Linked DNA regions of Anas platyrhynchos: region 1 is linked to region 2. A link is a contact called in public Hi-C data. All regions are on one chromosome and are shown on one strand. The core of a region is the stretch at or near the end of the contact, and the rest is flanking DNA. Distances in the headings are between cores, read along the strand shown. Region 1 overlaps MRTFB (myocardin related transcription factor B). Region 2 overlaps LOC101794451 (DNA repair endonuclease XPF).

What was found. Hi-C and Micro-C count contacts between places; a contact is called where the count stands out from the background.
Region 1: a Hi-C map of skeletal muscle shows a contact between it and region 2, with 1.7 times the contacts expected there. The contact joins two enhancer-like sites. A contact is called at or near these places in 3 of 8 Hi-C or Micro-C datasets (skeletal muscle and subcutaneous adipose tissue).

Annotation. Positions count from the first base shown.
Region 1 is chr15:2,553,770-2,559,576 of IASCAAS_PekinDuck_T2T, forward strand. MRTFB (myocardin related transcription factor B) reads left to right here. Exons shown (of 16, transcript XM_072024089.1): 13 at 1,093-1,251; 14 at 1,554-1,691; 15 at 2,780-2,840; 16 at 5,386-5,807. Among named protein-coding and RNA genes, the nearest start is that of TRNAT-CGU, 17 kb to the right of the region's middle. Within about 2 kb of position 3,287, at least 2 of the 8 cell types and tissues checked have an H3K27ac peak or open chromatin away from gene starts, as enhancers often do.
Region 2 is chr15:2,449,709-2,455,598 of IASCAAS_PekinDuck_T2T, forward strand. It overlaps LOC101794451 (DNA repair endonuclease XPF), which reads left to right. Exons shown (of 11, transcript XM_005028641.6): 7 at 377-487; 8 at 1,715-2,306; 9 at 3,059-3,151; 10 at 3,833-3,945; 11 at 5,034-5,890. The coding sequence ends at 5,767. Among named protein-coding and RNA genes, the nearest start is that of MRTFB, 23 kb to the right of the region's middle. Within about 2 kb of position 1,548, at least 3 of the 8 cell types and tissues checked have an H3K27ac peak or open chromatin away from gene starts, as enhancers often do.

The DNA.
Region 1 (5,807 bases), core at 2,037-4,536, 110 kb after region 2:
AATTCCTCCAGACTTTCTCAGGCAGCTCAGCTTTTTATGCAAGCCAGCTGATTACTCCACTTGGTTGCTGCTACATACTTGTGGTGTCTCTCTGCATTCTAGCTACCAAGTGGCCCTGGTTCTTGAGTTAATTCAGGAATAAGGAGACCTCTCCACAGAAAGGGCAACAGTTTTCACACAGGTGATCCACATGGCCAACAAACTGCATTAATCCCTCTCAGAGCAGACCTCATTTGGTATTTAGGCTGCGCTCCACAGAGCTTTTCCTAGCCTTATCTCCATCCCTGATCTCAGATTTGTTGCACCTTTGTCACAAAGGTATTTGGGAGTAAAACCGAATTAAAACAGTCTTATGCATCTTATGCACTCAGATTGCCGCATACAAAAGTGCTGAAGGCATGTTCTGTGAGGAGAGGCTGAGGGCACATGGGTTGCCCAGTCAGGAGGAGAGGAGGCTGAGGAGGCTATGCCTGGGGAGGGTCAGACTGGGCACCAGGAAATACTTCTTGCCTGGGAGGGTGGGCTTCCTAGGAGGTGGTTGGTGCCCCATGGCCATCAGTGGTCACAAGCCCTGTGGATAATGCCCTCAGGAACATGCTTCAACCTTTGGTCAGCCCTGAAGTGCTCAGGCAGTTGGACTTAGGGACCTACAAAGATCACCTCCGACTGAACTACTCTACTCTCATTTGTATCGGGCTAGAAGGTGGTTCATTGTATTGACTACCCACTAAGTGGGGAAGTTATGCAGACTGTATTAAACTGTTCCATACTCTTTTGAATGTATATCAGAAAAATTAAATAACACTACATCATGCTTCCTGGAGGATCACAGGAGAGTATTTTACTTACGAGGGATGACTAAAGCATGACATGGCACAAAGTTTCTTTAAAAGAATAATAGCTCTAGATTTACGCATTAATACACTGGAGGGAAGAACAGGTACAGATAACATCCCCTTAACAGGGAATTTAAGCAAGCAAGTATTAAAAAAAAAAAAAAAAAAAAAAAAGGTCTTAAACTTCATTAAATGCCATTTACCCAATATTATTAATTATTAAAAATACTAAGACTGCTATATTAATCCTTTACAGGTTTTTCCACCTACCACATCCAATACAGTATTTTCCTATCAGACTGCACCAGTTACAACACCTTCACAGTCTTTTATTAATAAAACATCAAATTCTAACATTCACACTGGCAGCAATCAGGCGCCGTCTATGCAGAATGGACCTGCTACTCCTAGTAAGGTAAGATCAGTCCAACTGCACTCCATGAAGTTCACTTTTATATTAATCATCTTAAATAATGCGTGATATATTGCAGTTCTATATATTGCAGTTCTCTCAAGAAAGAATAACATTTTGTGTATTTTAATGATACGTATATTTATATAGCATGTGTGGGAAAGTAAAAACGTATTTTATACCTCATATTATTATTGTTTGTAAATATTTAGATTGGTATGGCAGAATACTATCATTTGTATAACATGATACATTTCAATTTCATTAAAATGTATATTCAGACTTTTTTTTATTATTTCATGCAGCCTGGCTCTCCTTCTCAAGCCCAGCCTTATATCGTTCAGCAATCCCTCTTCAACAACACAGTGTCCAAGAAAAAAGATCCCCCCCGTTACGAAGAGGCTATAAAACAGACCCGCAATATTCAGACATCTCACCGTGAGGTAGTTATTTTTGCTTGTTTAGTTTGTTAAAAATATTTTGTTTCTTCAGAATTATCAGTCATTGTTTATTACAGTTTTTCTTTGGCATCAAAATTTTCTAATGTACTCTTAATATTCTCATAACTGTATTTAACTGCAGGATTCATGGTTTTTTGATGAAATTAACAGACATGTAAATAAGTCTTAGATTATCCAGCTGACGATAAATATAATCGGGATAACACTGCTATTGCTACTTAGCAATAACTGTCATTCAATGGACTTGTTTCAAGGATGTATGATACCCAGATTTCAGACTTAGAAAGTACATTGAAAAGTACTTTCCCAAACTGAGGAAACTTGAGGAAAATGTGTGCATGAGTGTGTTTATATGCACATACAGAAACATATATACACAATTGAACACACGCTTGCTTGAAAGGAGGCTTTATTTAGTGAGCTTGGTGAATAATCGTACAGGGTGCTTTGTCAGTTTACTGTGATATCCTTCAGATTGGAAGAAAGTTGCAAACAAAGTTAATGAGCATCCCTAACCTCATGCATTTCAGAATTATCCCAAAAGAGACAATTTCATATTGACTTCATATTGTGTGCTATTTTTGTGGTGGCAGGCACTCAGACAGAAGCATGAATATCTAATGCCATTTCGTATGTTACTGGCATGTAAAAACAAACAAACAAACTATATCGCATTTGATGGTCATTTACAAGTTGTCTCTTAGAGAAAGCATTTCAGGGTGCACCCCCATAGTCTAGTTGCTATTCTGAATATTTCCCTTCTGCAAAACAGGGCTAGCAATTCCCCTTCTTATCCCTAGTTTTCTGCATCTCTCTTTTAGGTTGCCTTCATGAAAACTTTGTGTTGCTTTTCATATTTTTTTTCCTATTCCTTTGTACTGAAACCAACCAGAGGAATTCTACAAGTGTCTCTCCAAATTCTTTCTCTATTATCTAGATTGACAATTTCGTAAGAAGAATTTTGGTCTTGATCATAGGTTAGTACTTAGGTACTACTTAGAGAGGCTAGGATCAATCTGCTTAGAAAAACACTACATGAAAAAGAATAACCCTTTTCTCCTGCACCACAGATTTCCAGTGCACACAGTCAGCAGATGGATGATCTTTTTGATATTCTCATCAAGAGTGGAGGTAAGCCAATGTTGTGGTTTAACCTGGCTGGCAGCTAAACACCACACAGCTCACCCTCCCCCCTCCCTCTCTGGGATGGGGGAGAGAAATGGGAAAGTGAAGCCTGTGAGTTGAGATAAAGACAGTTTATTAAGACAGAAAAAAATAATAATAATAACAATAATTATGATAATAGTACTAAGAATAATGATGTGTACGAAACAAGTGATACACAGTACAATTGCTAACCACCCGCTGACCAATGTCCAGCCTAATCCTGAGCAGTCCGTCCCCCCCACCCCAGCTAGCCACCCCTCTATATTGTTTAGCATGACACCAGATGGTATGGAATACCCCTTTGGCCACTTTGGGTCAGCTGTCCTGGGTCTGTCCCCTCCCAGCTCTTGCTGTACCCCCTGCCTGCCCGCTAGCAGGACAGAGTGAGAAGCTGAAACATTCGTGGCTTGGTGTAAGCACTACTCTGCAACAATTAAAACATCAGCATGTTATCAGCACTCTTCTCATCCTAATCCAAAACATAGCACCCTACCAGCTACAAGGAAGAAAATTAACTCTGTCCTAACTGAAACCAGGACGGCCAAGTAACATTTGTGTGATGGAGAGATTTAAAACCTCATAATAAAAACTCAGTACTGTAGTCAACAGATTGAAAGGAAAGAATTCTGCCAGTGACAGGAGGTATCCAGTCTGAATGAAGCTAGTATTCCTGAAAGTTTGTGTTAATTACCTATAAAACAAAACATTTACCAAAACACATATAGTCAAGCAGCTGTGGAACTTCTCTTCTTGCATATTAGCCCAGGCAGATTTTCTCTGTAATCCACACAGTATTCAAGTGATTAAAATAGCACCTTACATTAGCAGAGACATACTTAATAAAGATTGAAAAAGTTGCACAAGTCCATATTATACTGAAATTATACCATGAAAAGAATAAGGGAAGAGCAAAAGTAAGTTGAAACTACTTGTTTTCCAGTAGTATATCTTTGATATTTAGAGCTGATAACACGGGGTTATATTTAATGAAATGTTATGTATGAACTACATAGAGACATTAATGAGCAACAGCTTTCTATGTTAGTTGAAACAAGACAGCTATCAGAAAGGACGTGAAATAACCAAAGCAATATATAAAGTAGCTTTGCAGTTTATACAGGAGACTTTTAGGTATAATTAGGCTTTGTAGACTAAAGTGCCATTACAATACTGGGAAAAGTTCTGGTGTGAAGCAATTCAGTTAACTTAATGTTTTTTTTGTACTACTGTCTTGTAAAGGTGTTGACAGCAGTGAATGCCAGGACATAAGTGATTTGATTGTAGGCTATGAGCAGGTTTTAGCCATATTCTAAACATCCAAGTATTTTTCTCTTTTTCAAAGCAAATTGCAAAGTCAGCTGAAGAAAACGGAGTAGACAGTGACAGTGTAAGATAAGTGACTTGCGCAGTGAACAACTCATACTAAGTTTACAAATGCTTTCAGTGCTCTTATTAAAACATTGCATCAGTAGTTCAAAGAAGCTGCACCTCTGAAACAGAAGATGTATGAAACATTAGCATGCTTATTTAAGTATTTGCTTCAAATACGGTATTACTAAATCTATTTGATTTTAAGGTAACAACTGTGCTGTATTTGCCAAGTTGCCACAAAAAGCAAAAACATTTTCTGATTGTCTTTATGAAAAAGGAAATAAGTATTCAGGGCTATTGCAAGTTCTACATTGAAAAATGTTTAGTTTATTAATGTACTTCAGGAGAGTGAGAAGGTTAATTTCGTAATGTTTGGCCTTTACTAAGCAAACATTTTATAGATGTTCTTACACAGATATAAAAAACGTACATTTTCCTTGGAAAACTGGTACAAATTACATGGTCAGTGCATTTCTGTTGGCAGAAACATTATCTGTGCTAGAGAATTTACTCACATATTTTTGTCTGTCAAACATTCTAGATCTAATCTTATTTTTGGATTCCATTCACATGTAAGAATTAATTGGAACTTACCTTGCTGTATCTCCTTTTACTGTTACTACCACTAAATTACTCCTCTTGACAGAAGAGTAGTTTTCAAATATAGAATCAACTATGAAAGCATCCTAATCACGTTAAATGATCTCTTAGACTAATTCATCACAGTGGACATAGTATTAAACAGGTATGGAATTGAAAATTGGTTCAGATACTCTTCCTATGTAGGGAAATCGATGGTTCTATAATTATCCTAGTTAGAAGAACTATAAACATGGAGGAGGTAAAGATGTCATCTAGAGAACTATTCCTTTTCTCGTTGATACAAGCGTTCTCATCAGCTGGAGTATTACTTGAAAGCAGAACTCCAGAATTTGTTTTAAAATATTTTGTTGTTCACAGAGTATCTGACATAATTAGTCTGATGTAGACGTAGTATTTGTACTATCAGAACAGCAAAATGAGTCTTACTCCATCGAGTTTACTGTAGGTACATCTCAAAGTGGTCAAAAAAGGTGTAGAAGTTGTAAAATATATGTCATTATCTTTTTTGAATTATGGTTTGTTTGTTTTGTTACAGAGATTTCCCTTCCGATAAAGGAGGAACCATCTCCCATTTCTAAAATGAGACCAGTAACAGCCAACATCACTACAATGCCAGTGAACACAGTGATATCCCGCCCCCCACCCCAAATCCAAATGGCCCCTCCTCCTGTGTCCTTAGAACCGACAACCAGCTTGTCTATAAGTCTGGAAAATCAGCTTGAAGCCCTCTTGGATGGAACTTTAACCTCAGGTAATGAAATTCCTCAATTGACAAGCAGCAGTGAAGACAGAGAGTCATTTTCTTTAATTGAAGACCTCCAGCATGATCTGCTTAATCACTCCAGTATTTTAGATCATTCTCATTCACCCATGGAAACATCTGACCCACAGTTTACCACTAATAATTCTTGTCTATCTCTTGACCTTCCTGATACAAATTTAGACAATATGGAATGG
Region 2 (5,890 bases), core at 298-2,797:
CCTGAATTACATAGAATTCAGCTTGATCTTTTGCATTTTACATGAAGGGATAAGAAGCTGCCATTATTATATATTTATATTTATATTTATATTTTTATATATGTATTTTATTCAAGAGTTTCAGAATTGAAGAACAAGTCAATACTTTAACTTTTTTAGTTAAAGGTTAGTTAAATGATTCATTAGAGCGTTTTTCCCCATTTTTAATGATTCTGTAAAAGTGCTCTCCTACCTGATCAGCAAAACAAGTCGCATATGTAGACTGTTGAATATTGTACTTGCCAACAACCATTAGAGCATTGACATTGAACCACTAATTTAAAGTTCTGAAGGGTATTTTGGCTGTAAAAGCTGCTACGTTTAATCTTTGTTTCAGAACTGAAAAGGGAATTGGTGCTAGAAAGTAACCCAAAATGGGAAGCTTTGAGAGAAGTACTGAATGAGATTGCAAATGAGAATAAGAACAGTGAAGACTTCGGTGGTCCAGGTGAGAAAATACTAAATGAAGTAAATTTTCACCGTACATCTGATTTTCTCTTCTATTTGACTTTTGAGAGGGATTGCTCAAATTCTTTACTGTGATTATACTAAAGAGCTGGTTTGAAACAGTAATTTATAGACTTAAGACAAAGTGTTTTATATACTTGTATTCTCACCAGTAGGATAAATAGTTATAAGACAATCATCTATTCAGTTTATTCCAGTGCAAATCAAAAGATCTCATCTGCTGTGGTCTTCATTCTAAATAACGAGGCAACGTGTACATGTTCCAGTCTTCTACAGCAGTTAAAGTAATGCAGAAATAGAACTGTTTCATAGCTTTACAAGCTGTATCGGTCTGTTACACAGTTCTCCCTAAACTGTTCAGACAAGCGCCCTTGCTTGGATTGCGGAGGGGCATGGAGCTGCAGATGGCTAGAACTATAGTAATTGACACTCAGGTTCAAAGAAACAGAAGTTCCATCTTTTGACCATTCCATCTCATACATTTTCTTGGGCACCTAAAAACCGCTTCTCCAGGAGATGCAGCTTCTTGGGTAGAGAGAAGAAGGTGTGTTTCTAACTAACCATGTTGCTGCCTTTCCTATTTTAGGACTTTTCATCCCCTTAAATTTCACCAAGTTTTATTTTAGGAAATAGCAAGGGTAAAAAAGTGCCCTTTTCTCCCACCCACAGTGTTCTGACTATGGATAAGAACTGGCACTCTAACCTAGTGTTGTAGGAGTATATCTGAGTCAGCTTGCAGAGAATTGTTATTCAAGGCCCACAAATGTCAATAATACTGTGTGAAACATGTATTTTTTGGACTCCCTAACACAGCTGACAAAGGCTGAAAACTAAAACAGTCTCAATTAAGTCCTTTCTTATCCCACATTTAAAAAATAAATAAAAAGAAAGCATCTGAGTATATTTCAGCCCATGTTGTATTTGCTTCATTTCAAATGGTCAAAAGAAAAAACTTACTGTTTTAGATGGTGTAAGACTAAGGAATGCTGAACTTTTATTAACCTTCTCTAATCTTGGTTTAATACAAACTATGATGCAATTTACACTCCCTGGAAGTCCAGAACAACTGTGACCACCAAGTGTAAAAGGCATTTGGTAGGCACACTTCTAGGATCATTTAAAACAATTTGCTCAAGATGTCTTGTAGCTGGATTAAAAGAAGTACATCATAACAGATTATAAACATGATATTGTTTCTTGACTGCAGGGCAGGTGCTTATTTGTGCCAGTGATGACCGAGCTTGTGCACAGCTCAGGGAGTATATTACTGATGGAGCAGAAGCCTTTTTAACGAGACTGTATAATAAAACCTTTGGAAAGGATGAGAAAGCTGGAGATGTGTGGATTAAGGACAGAAAAGCCGTCAAGTCCAAAGGAAATGCCAGACCAGACACAGGGCCTCAAGCCAAAAAAAACAAACTCGCAACTTCTTCAAAACAAAACAAACACAAGAAGCAGCAAGACCAGACTATAATCCAAATGATAGGGAAAACTGAGGAGGAAAGCAAAGAGGAGTTGGATGTGGAAGATAACAAAGAGTTAAGCAGTAGCCAAGAAGGCAGTATTGATGAGACAATTCCTGAATATTTCCCTGTGAACTTATCTTCAGATTCTTACTACGGTATTTTCAAAAGCCCACTCACAATTATTCATCCGTTGCAGGGTTGCAGTGATCCCTATTCTCTCACCAGGGTACTGCATGAAGTAGAACCAAGATATGTTGTGCTGTATGATGCAGAGCTGACTTTTGTTCGGCAGCTGGAAATCTACAAGGCAAGCAGGCCTGGAAAGCCTTTGAGGCAAGTGAACTTGGTGATAATCAAGACTGTTCTTGGTCTAATTTTAGTCTCAAATGAAAAAAAATATCTATTGTGCACTTCTGACAGTCAAGGCACAAAATACATCTAGTGAGTTTTTTAAGCTACCTTTTAATTCCTGATTAGCTTTCTTTTTAATTTTAAACAAAACTATGTCGAATGTAATTGCAAGATAATTTTTACTTCCCACTAGGTATTTAGTCCCTTAATAACAGAAACACACTTGTAATAAAATGTCCATTCTATAAAAGGCAGTTTGTTCTATGTAGAAGATAAGATACCCTCATGCAAACACACGATTTGAAGTCTTGTATGTTTTGGTGTTTTTCTTTTTTTCCTTTTTTTTTTTTTTTTTTTTTCCTAAATCAGGACAATTGCAGATTGTAGTTTGTTATGCATAGTCTTCTGGGAAGATTTTAAAAATAGAAGAAAGTAACTTCTTCATTATGTTTGCTTTGTGTCTGACTGAAATCTGAGTCTACCCTGGTTGAATCTCAACATTTCAGTAAGCCTATTTCTTCTTAAGAAAAGAGAGAAAAATGGATATAAGGTTTTTTGTTGCTGATTCTGGAGCATCTTTGCAGAAAAAAAGACGATGTTTTCAGCTTACCTTTTTAAGGCAAATATTGACTTTTCAGGCACTTACTGCTACTACTAATCTTAAATACCATTTTTTGGTGTCTTTTTTAATTTACTAAATAGTTCTGTGGTTTTTTTCCCCTCTGAACATACAGGGTGTATTTCCTCATATATGGAAGCTCAACAGAAGAACAGCGCTATCTGACAGCTCTGAGAAAAGAGAAGGAAGCCTTTGAAAAACTCATTCGGTAACAAAATTAACCTTTGTTACCAATTTCTTACATAATTCCCTTAAGTGCTCACATTTCAAATGGTGAAGTTCTTAACTGTGTGAAGGCTTTAGGTAAACTCCTAATTCAATTGCTTCTTAAAGAGAATTTTCTTATCGATGGGGGAAAAAAAAACCAAAACCTTCCTTTGCAGAGTACCTGATATTTTGGCTTTTTAATATGAAAGTTCAAAGACTACCCAGTATAACTGGTATTTTTACTTGATTGTTTAAGATTCTCCTTTTGAGAAACTACTGAAAATGTGTTTTTGTCTGCAGGTAACCTATGTTGTAAGGTATTTCGAAGGCTTTCATGACTTAAGTAGTTTTCAGGACCAAACCAATTATTTTCTTAGAGTGCATGAGATAATGCCTTCTCACTGGGTTATACTCGTAGTACTAGTCATTAGTTCTTTTGTTTTATGTGCTCTATGAAATTCAAAAAATATAAAGAGATGCTCAGAAGCACTACAAATTGAAAATAAAAGTTCAGAATCTAGCCCAAACAATCTGGAAATCCTAATGAATTGCGTTTCTAGTCGGGTTTGCAATTAGTATTCAACTACATGTAATTTTACATCTCAGTGAACAGTATATGTTATGAAGTATTCATCATATATAATTGCAGTTTTTCAGTGATTCTTTGTTTGTTGTTCCTTAGAGAAAGGGCCACTATGGTTGTTCCTGAAGAAAGAGAAGGAAGAGATGAAACAAACTTAGATCTTCTGAGAGATGCTAAACCTGCCTCTGTTTCTACTGACACACGCAAAGCAGGTGAGTGGTTTCTGAAGCTGGGCTCGCAGCTCTGAGCTGAGGCTTGTAACCTATTTTGTTTAAATCCTGTCCAAAGCATCTGGGTGGTAGAGGCACGTGGATTCTACAATCCTGATGGAAAAGAAGCATTATCTTAGTGCATCTCTCGCTGTCATTCTGAAATGGCAGTGCAGTATGTTTTTTTTGTGTTTTTGTTTTTGTTTTTTAAAAAAAAGAAATTATAGATTAAGGAAGTATTTTACCATTAAGACAGATACCATTTGGATTGTTTCTGGGCAGCCTGTTGCCTTTAATGAGGTGGAAAGACATTAAAACATTAAAACTGAAGTCTACAGAAAGTTAAGTGATGTGTTTTGTTCTTGAACTAGTCAATGTTTGGGACTTCTACTTATCTTGGTGAAACAGATTACCTGAATGAACAACTGCAGATCATGTATTTGTCTTTCTTTCCAATAAAGCATCTTTTTTTTCTTTTGTTGCATTTCTAACCGTATTTTTGTTCCCTTCTTCTGATGTGTACTGTGTCCTCATCTTTACAGCTTTGCCTCTATTTTTCTTAGTTGTAATTTTTTTAAATCTTGCTCTTCATCACCATATGCTCTCTAATCTTTGCTGTGATGTCTTTCGTCACCTCAATGCTGCTACATGTGTCCTTTTACAGATAGATCTATAGAAGTTGAAATATATCTTCTACAATGAAATGCCATATTTCTATGGAAACAGCTGGAAATAAAAAGCAGCAGCTTCATTATCTGATTTTGCAGGAAACATTTTAAACATTTTCTTCACGTGTTTAAGTAATTTTCCTCTACAGTTTAATGTATCTTGTTGTCACTACACAGCGCGTAGAAGGTAACATGATAGTTCTATTAAACTGCAGAGCATACTCCATAAACTATAGTATATAATGTGGCAACTCATTTGTCTTTAAAGTTTAAAATTAAATAAAGTCTAGGTTTATTATACTGCTGAATTTGAGGTATAATGTGAAAGGTGAAGTTCATCCGTTACGGAAGTGTTGGCATCACATGGGATAACTAGAGTTGGAGGTCGTGTTAGTTTGGTTAACTCTTTATTTTGCTCTTCAGGTGGACAGGAACAGAAGAGTACTCAACAAACTATAATAGTGGACATGCGGGAATTTCGTAGTGAGCTTCCATCACTGATTCATCGTCGTGGTATTGACATTGAGCCTGTTACTTTGGAAGTTGGAGATTATATCTTAACTCCTGATGTCTGTGTAGAGCGGAAAAGTATCAGTGATCTTATTGGTTCCTTAAACAATGGAAGACTGTATTCACAATGCATTTCGATGTCCCGTTATTATAAGCGACCAATTCTTCTGATTGAATTTGATCCTAACAAACCTTTCTCCTTGATTCCACAAGGTTCTCTACATCAGGAGATTTCCAGTAGTGATGTTACTTCTAAACTAACTCTTCTTACACTCCATTTCCCAAAGTTACGTATCCTGTGGTGTCCTTCTCCCCATGCTACTGCCGAACTGTTTGAAGAGTTAAAACAAAACCATCCACAACCTGATGCAGAAACAGCAATGGCTGTAACAGCAGATTCTGAAACTCTTCCCGAGTCAGACAAGTATAACCCTGGCCCTCAGGACTTTCTACTAAAAATGCCAGGTATTAATGCAAAAAACTGTCGTGCCTTAATGAACCACGTAAAAAGCATTACAGAGTTAGTGACTCTGTCAAAGGATAAACTCTCTGAAATTTTGGGTAATACCATGAATGCCACACAACTGTATGACTTTATTCACATGACCTACAAAGAGGCAATATCTAAAGAAAAAAACAAAAGATGACTAATGGAACTGAACAACATAAGTTGTAGATGAGCTTTTCTCACACAGGACTTTGGCAAGGCACATGAAATATTTTAACAAATGCCCTCTATGTCAACCAACTGTTTCCTGCTAATGCTGTTC